Regions from separate parts of the Ovis canadensis genome. Here region 1 is linked to region 2. Evidence: chromatin contacts called from public Hi-C data. All regions are on one chromosome and are shown on one strand. The core of a region is the stretch at or near the end of the contact, and the rest is flanking DNA. Distances in the headings are between cores, read along the strand shown.

Region 1 (3,104 bases), core at 374-2,873, 120 kb after region 2:
CAGGCTTCCCGAGGCCTGGATCAAAGGGCCTCATGGTGGCCGTGACTCCTGCAGGTATCCCAGACGACCTGGCCCTGGGCTTGGAACTGAGCCGTCGTGAGCAGCAGCAGTCTGTCACCTCCAGGTCAGGGGCCACGCAGGTCCGGCAGACCCCTGTGTCACGACCCCTCGATGGCAGCCTCTCTGAGGAGGATGAGGACCTGCAGCTTGCCATGGCCTACAGCCTGTCAGAGATGGAGGCATCTGGGAAGAAACCGGCAGGTGGGCGGGGGGCACAGCGACGACGGCAGGGGCAGCCCAAGGCCCAGAACCACGATCCAGGCGTGCGGGAGCCCCATGAGGGTGCGAGGGGTGACACAGCCAAGCCCAGCCCCTCTCCGGAGGAGAAGGCCACTCGCTGCCTCATCCTCTGATCACCAGGCCCAGCCCACCCGATTCGGGGGGACTGGGAGTCCTGGTCAGAGAAGGGCATGGCCTGAGTTGCAGGAGCCCCTCTCCACCTCGGTGCTCCCTCCCCAGGTCCACCCCTCCCTCCAGCGTGGATTTGCTGTGCTCAGCCCACGGCTGATAGGTCCCTGGTGAAGTCCAGCGTGGGGGGACCTCAGGGAAGCGGGAGGGCCTGAGGAGCCAGGATGAACTTAATTCTTATTAGACGGGGAGTTTCTAAGGGGCATTAGTGGCTTGGGTTGGGCCTTTCATGCCCAGGCCTTCTGCCACCTGTGTTGCTGAATGATGTCAAGGAAGGAGGACTTGGCCTGAGGTTCTCTGAGCCAGAGTGGGCAGCCACAGCTCTCCTGGTCGGCTGCAGACACCCCCACCCCGGTTTCCGTGCGCAGTGTTGAGCTCTGACGTCTCTGTTGCTTCCCTCCTGGTGCTGCTTCTCCTCCCTCGCACTCTTCTCTCTGCAATTCCCCGCGGGCTACATCGCTTGCTTTCACTGCCTCCTGCCTGGCTGGGACTCCCTTCTTCCTTTTCCCCAGAAAGCCTCTTTGTGGCGAGGAAGATGCTGTGGCCCGTAGGGCCATAAGGTCTTCCGGGGAGGCTAGCTTGGTGGGGCGGGAGCCTCTCGGCCCGTCCAGATTCAGAACCGGAGCCTACTCCTCCTCCCTTCCTCTTGCTGCCTCAGCCTGCCCCCAGCCTCCGGACTAGCCAGAGGTGAGGCCGGCTAACCCTGGAGAGGGGGGATAGGGCCAGGGTGCCCCAGGAGGGAGGTCTAGGAGGGACCGCATCCCATCCTCCCGCACCATGCATCAGGGCTCAGGGAGAGGCCACAGGGCTAGCCCAGGGCTGCATGCTTAGCTCTGCCCTCCACGGCTTGCGGCTGATCCTCTCTCCTGTCACCCCACCCCCGCTCTCTCCCCAGATGTGTTCTGAGCTGGATGTCCGGGACCCAGAGTTGCTGCACAGTTCCAACAGGACAGCGCCCAACCCTGTGCACTGGGAGGGGACCCTCCATCCCTCTCGCTCACCCGTGCTGAGCATAGAGCTGGGCCTGGGTGGTGGGCGGGTGCCGGGTGGGAGGTAGGCTTAGCCTGTAAATGCTTCCCAGGGTGTTTGGTGCTGTTTCCTGGGGACTACAAGTCCCAGAATGCAACGCACCTCGCCTCCTTTCTGTTAGATGATGCTTGGAGGAAGTGGTGCGCAGTTAACGGAGCTGTGCATCTTGGGATATGTAGTTCCAGCTCTGGTCGGCCTGTTAACTCGTCGTGAGATGGGGACATCTTGTCATTTGATTTGTCCCTGGCAGGGGTGGCAAGAATGTGGATGAAGGGGGAATGTGAGCTTCGTTTCCCCTGATACCTCTTGCTAGCGCTGGGGTTAGAGTGTACAAATCAAGGCCCCGAGGCATCTGGGAGAGGTTATTTTCCTGTGGGCAGTCCTGGGGTCTGAGAATGAGCCAGGGCGGATTGGCTGAGCAGGGCGTGGTCTCAAGAGGGCTGATGGGCATGGGCTGGTGAGAGCTTGGAAGGTGGGAGGCCACCCTAGCGCTCTGGGGTGTGTGAGTGTGTGTGTGTGTGGCTGGAATCAGCATGTGATGGGTGCTCCGGGCATGCCGCTGCTTGTATGGCTCCTTTGGCCTCTGACCCTGCTGCCCATTCTTTCTCTCCAACACCACAGAAACTGCCTCTCCTCCTCCCTCCCTGGGGAGCCCGGTGGCCGGGGAGGGAAGTGGTGGAGCTGGGGTGTTGCCAGCCCCTGTGCCATTGAGTCTCAGTGACCTATCAAAGCCAGCTGGGCTGAGCTCAGACCAAGAGGGAAACACTGGAAGTCAATAAAGCTGAGTTTCGAGAGCTTAGTGGTGTGCTGTGTCCTGTGTGCTTCCTTCCCGCCAGCCAACCCTGTGGGGCCAGCGGGTGACACACCTCCCTTTATTTCTCAGACATCCAGAGGTCGCAAGCCTTCCCAGCTGACAGCAGAAGTCCCCTCTTTGACCAGGCGGCCCTCCCCTAATATGGTGTGGAATCCCAGGCTGTGCTCACATGCCTCACCTCTGGGGGCCCCCTGCACTGGGCTTTCACAGGCAGCTATTCTCCAAATGCAGGACCCCACCACCCAACTACTGCAGGGTCTGCAAGCGCAGCTAGGACCAGATCTGACTGGACTGAAACCTGAGGCCAACAGAAAGCCAGAAACTTGGTGAAACACCTCTAAAAACCTCCTCCTGAGGCCCAGAGACTGAGCATCACCTCCACAGGTCCTCTTAGCTTAAGGCTAGCACCCAGGGTCAGAAGCCTGCCTCTCTCACATGGAGTAGCATAAGTCTGCCCCAAGCAGGGTCCAGGGACAAGGGAGGTGAAAACTAGGTACCTCCCCCATCCTGTCTCTTCAGACACCTGCAGAGAGGCCCTCCCAGCCACGGGACAAGCACTTTTCCATCATCTTGCAGGGCAGTGTGGTTCGCCTCCAACTCTCTCTTCCATTCGGGGGTAAGCACTGGGCTTCATCCTCAATAGCCAAAGGACCTATATTGTATTTTCCTCAAAACAAGGAAGCAGCATGCCCTGAAAGGAATTTCAAGCCTCTGTCTTGAGAGAGAGAGAGAATCTGTTGGAAGTTTCTGCCCACTTCCAGCCTTTACAATGACCAACAGTGGTGTTGAGCTG
Region 2 (2,996 bases), core at 387-2,886:
GACCAGAGTCCCACTTTGCCCAAGATCACAAACCTCAAGTATGTCACAAACAGCAAGTCACCAAGCCCTTCTCTCCTTTCTAGACACACCCCAGTGTGCATTCTCAGTCATCAAAATTGGGCTGATTATCTGAGCCTGTCAGTCATCAAAATTGGGCTGATTATCTGAGCCTGTCACTTTAGAAAGCCTGGATGCTCAAGACCCTCACACTGTATGGTGTTTTGTGGAGGGGGGAGGAGTTTAAAATGCAGCTGGGGGGGTCAACAAGCCCCCCAAAAAGGTTTGAGAAATTCAGCACCACACCTAGAGTAAGCTGCTCTCACCACACACGTCCAGTTCTGAGATCTATATCTCAGCTTTTTCTTATTTCCTTCCAGGATGACTTCACATTAACCAGATTCACCCGTTTATTTTTCTTTTCTTTTCTTCTAATAATTTTTTATTGAAGTATAGCTGATTTACAATATTATATTAGCTTCAAGTGTGGTGGTGGTGGTTTAGTTGCTAAGTCGTGTCCGACTCTTGCGACCCCAGGGTCTGTAGCCTGCCAGGCTCCTCTGTCCACGGGATTCTCCAGGCAAGAATACTGGAGTGGGTTGCTATTTCCTTCTCCAGGGGATCCTCCCGACCCAGGAGTCGAACCCGGGTCTCCAGCATTGCAGGTAGATTCTTTACCTACTGAGCTATGCTGCTGCTGCTAAGTCGCTTCAGTCCTGCCCGACTCTGTGCGACCCCATAGACTGCAGCCCACCAGGCTCCCCCGTCCCTGGGATTCTCCAGGCAAGAACACTGGAGTGGGTTGCCATTTCCTTCTCAAAAGTGAAAGTGAAGTCGCTCAGTCGTGTCACTGAGCTTTGAGGGAAGTCAAATGTACACCTGTTACAATTACTGAATGAAGGGAGGGGAAGTGTGGAGGGCCAACAGCGGAGTGCCAACAGCGGAGTGGGGTTGCCTAAAGCGAGTCGGGATGAGCCCTCTAGGCGCAGTTCCTCCGCCATCCTGCAGAGGACAGCAGAACGCCAAAGACTGTCCGGGCTAGACTCTGCCCCGCCTCATCCCTCTGGGAGAGGGCGGACCCTCCCTCCCTTTACCACAGCCCCACCCCAGGAGCCCCGCCTGGTGGCAGCCAGTTTCCATTCGCCCTCGCGAGAAAGGCCTTCCAGTCCGTGTTTCTATTTTTACAGAGCCGGCTGCTTAAGGCGCGGCTCCGGACTCCCCAAGCGGCAACAAGGCCAAAAACCGGCTGCTTCATCGCAGCAAGTTGCCGGCTGGGAGTACCTCCACAAACCCCGCCCCGCGGCCGGGAGGCGAGCTGCGCACGCGCGGCCCCTGCACCACCACCCCGCCCATCCCCGGAGGCCTGGCCCAGAACCTTGGCCGCGCGCGGGTCCCTCCTGGCAGGACACTTGGGGGAAGGAGGCGCTATTGCCAGGACCAGCCCGCAGGGCCCGAGATGTCTTTCGCTGCCTAGCCCTGGCCCTGGCCCGGATTAGAGCTCGACCCCACCTACCGTGAGCGGCCGAGAGAGCTCTCACCCTCCCCGCGGCAGGCTGGCCCGCCCGCGCCAACGAAAAGGCCTAGAGTAGAAGCATTTCCCACCCCCACTACAGGGAGGTGGGGTCTTGGGACACTGGGGCGGAGCCCAGGCCTGATGTGGGCGGGGCATCTGGGCCCCGGGAGCTGATAACTGGAGTGCTCGGAGCCGGAGGGCTACCGGGGCCCTGGTAGGTGGGTAGAAGGAAAAAGGCGCACTTTAGAGTTGCCCTGCGTCCCTGGAGGCTCAGATAGTAAAGAATTCGCCTGCAATGCGGGATACCAGGGTTGGGAAGATGCATCCCCTGAAGGAGGGCATGGCAACCGACTCCTGTATCCTTGCCTGGAGAATCCCCATGGACAGAGGAGCCTGGCTGGATACAATCCATAGAGTCGCAAAGAATCGGACACGACTAAGCAACTAAGATCAGCACAGCAGAGTTGCCCTGGCAGAGTAGAAAGAATGCCAGACGAAATGCAGGAAGAAGGACCACGAATTTGAATTTGTTGAAAAACCGAAAGTCAAATTTCCCTACCCTACGTGTCTTTTTTGTTGTTTTATTTTTAAATAAAATGAGGGGATTGAACGTCACTAGATATTCTCTCTTGGGTCCCACCAGCACTCTGGTTGTTTAAGAGATGAGTCTCCCAGGCATACCTCCCCTGGTCTGACCTTGTCTTGTACCTTCCTGCCTGCTTTCTCCCTCCATCCACCACCATACGGATGCTCCATCACCAATCCAACTCATCTTGTACCTTGTGTAACTTACAGTTTTGCTCCATCTGGACACCCAAGTCTGAAAAATTCTCATCCATGTTCCACAACCCAAAGTCCTCTTGTTAAGGCCAGCCCCAGTGCTGCTTCTATGTAAAGTCTTTCCCACTATCCCCAATCAGAATTCATTGTTTCTTACTCTTTGCTCCCATAGCATTCTTTTAATCTTTATTGAAGGCTGACTTCCACTTTGGATTTTAGTTAGTAATTACATGTTTTTTATTGTTGTTGTTTTTTTGATGTACCACAAAGCTTACTGGATCTTAGTAGTTCCCCAACCAGGGATGGAATCCACACCCTTTGCACTGGAAGCTTGGACTTCCAGGGAAGTCCAGTAATTACATGTCTTTTTAAATCATAAGTATTTGAGAGGGGAGGGACCCTGTCTTATCCATATCTATATTTCCAGGACCTTACACATAGGAGATAATAAATATCAGTTAAGTGAATGCTAGGGTTCGAGTATAGATCATTCACAGGCAAAATATCACTCATTCATTCACAGCCCCTGCTCTGGAACAGGCCTAACTAAGAAAGGAAAAGGCAAACACACCTATTGGGAAGTGAGATTTTTGGGGGGCCCATGTGAGATACACACACACATCCTCTCCCCGGGAAAAAGTGGAGCCTGTGATCTGGTTCTTCAGCAAGCTGGGAGTTAGGACTAAACTAACTAGAGTAGGAGTCC

Evidence for each region. A called contact is a pair of places that touch in the nucleus more often than the background predicts.
Region 1: a contact with region 2 is called in a Hi-C map of fibroblasts, with 4 times the contacts expected there. The contact joins the enhancer-like site here to the promoter of NHEJ1 in region 2. A contact is called at or near these places in 2 of 2 Hi-C or Micro-C datasets (fibroblasts and lung).

Annotation. Positions count from the first base shown.
Region 1 is chr2:226,621,543-226,624,646 of ARS-UI_OviCan_v2, forward strand. DNAJB2 (DnaJ heat shock protein family (Hsp40) member B2) reads left to right here. Exons shown (of 9, transcript XM_069574607.1): 8 at 55-261; 9 at 1,364-2,296. The coding sequence ends at 1,374. Among named protein-coding and RNA genes, the nearest start is that of DNAJB2, 6.8 kb to the left of the region's middle. Within about 2 kb of position 1,624, the one cell type or tissue checked has open chromatin away from gene starts, as enhancers often do. A contact at or near this core is called in fibroblasts, where this site is marked.
Region 2 is chr2:226,501,947-226,504,942 of ARS-UI_OviCan_v2, forward strand. It overlaps NHEJ1 (non-homologous end joining factor 1), which reads right to left and starts at 1,637. Exons shown (of 8, transcript XM_069578373.1): 1 at 1,511-1,637. It overlaps SLC23A3 (solute carrier family 23 member 3), which reads right to left. Exons shown (of 12, transcript XM_069578367.1): 12 at 2,504-2,996.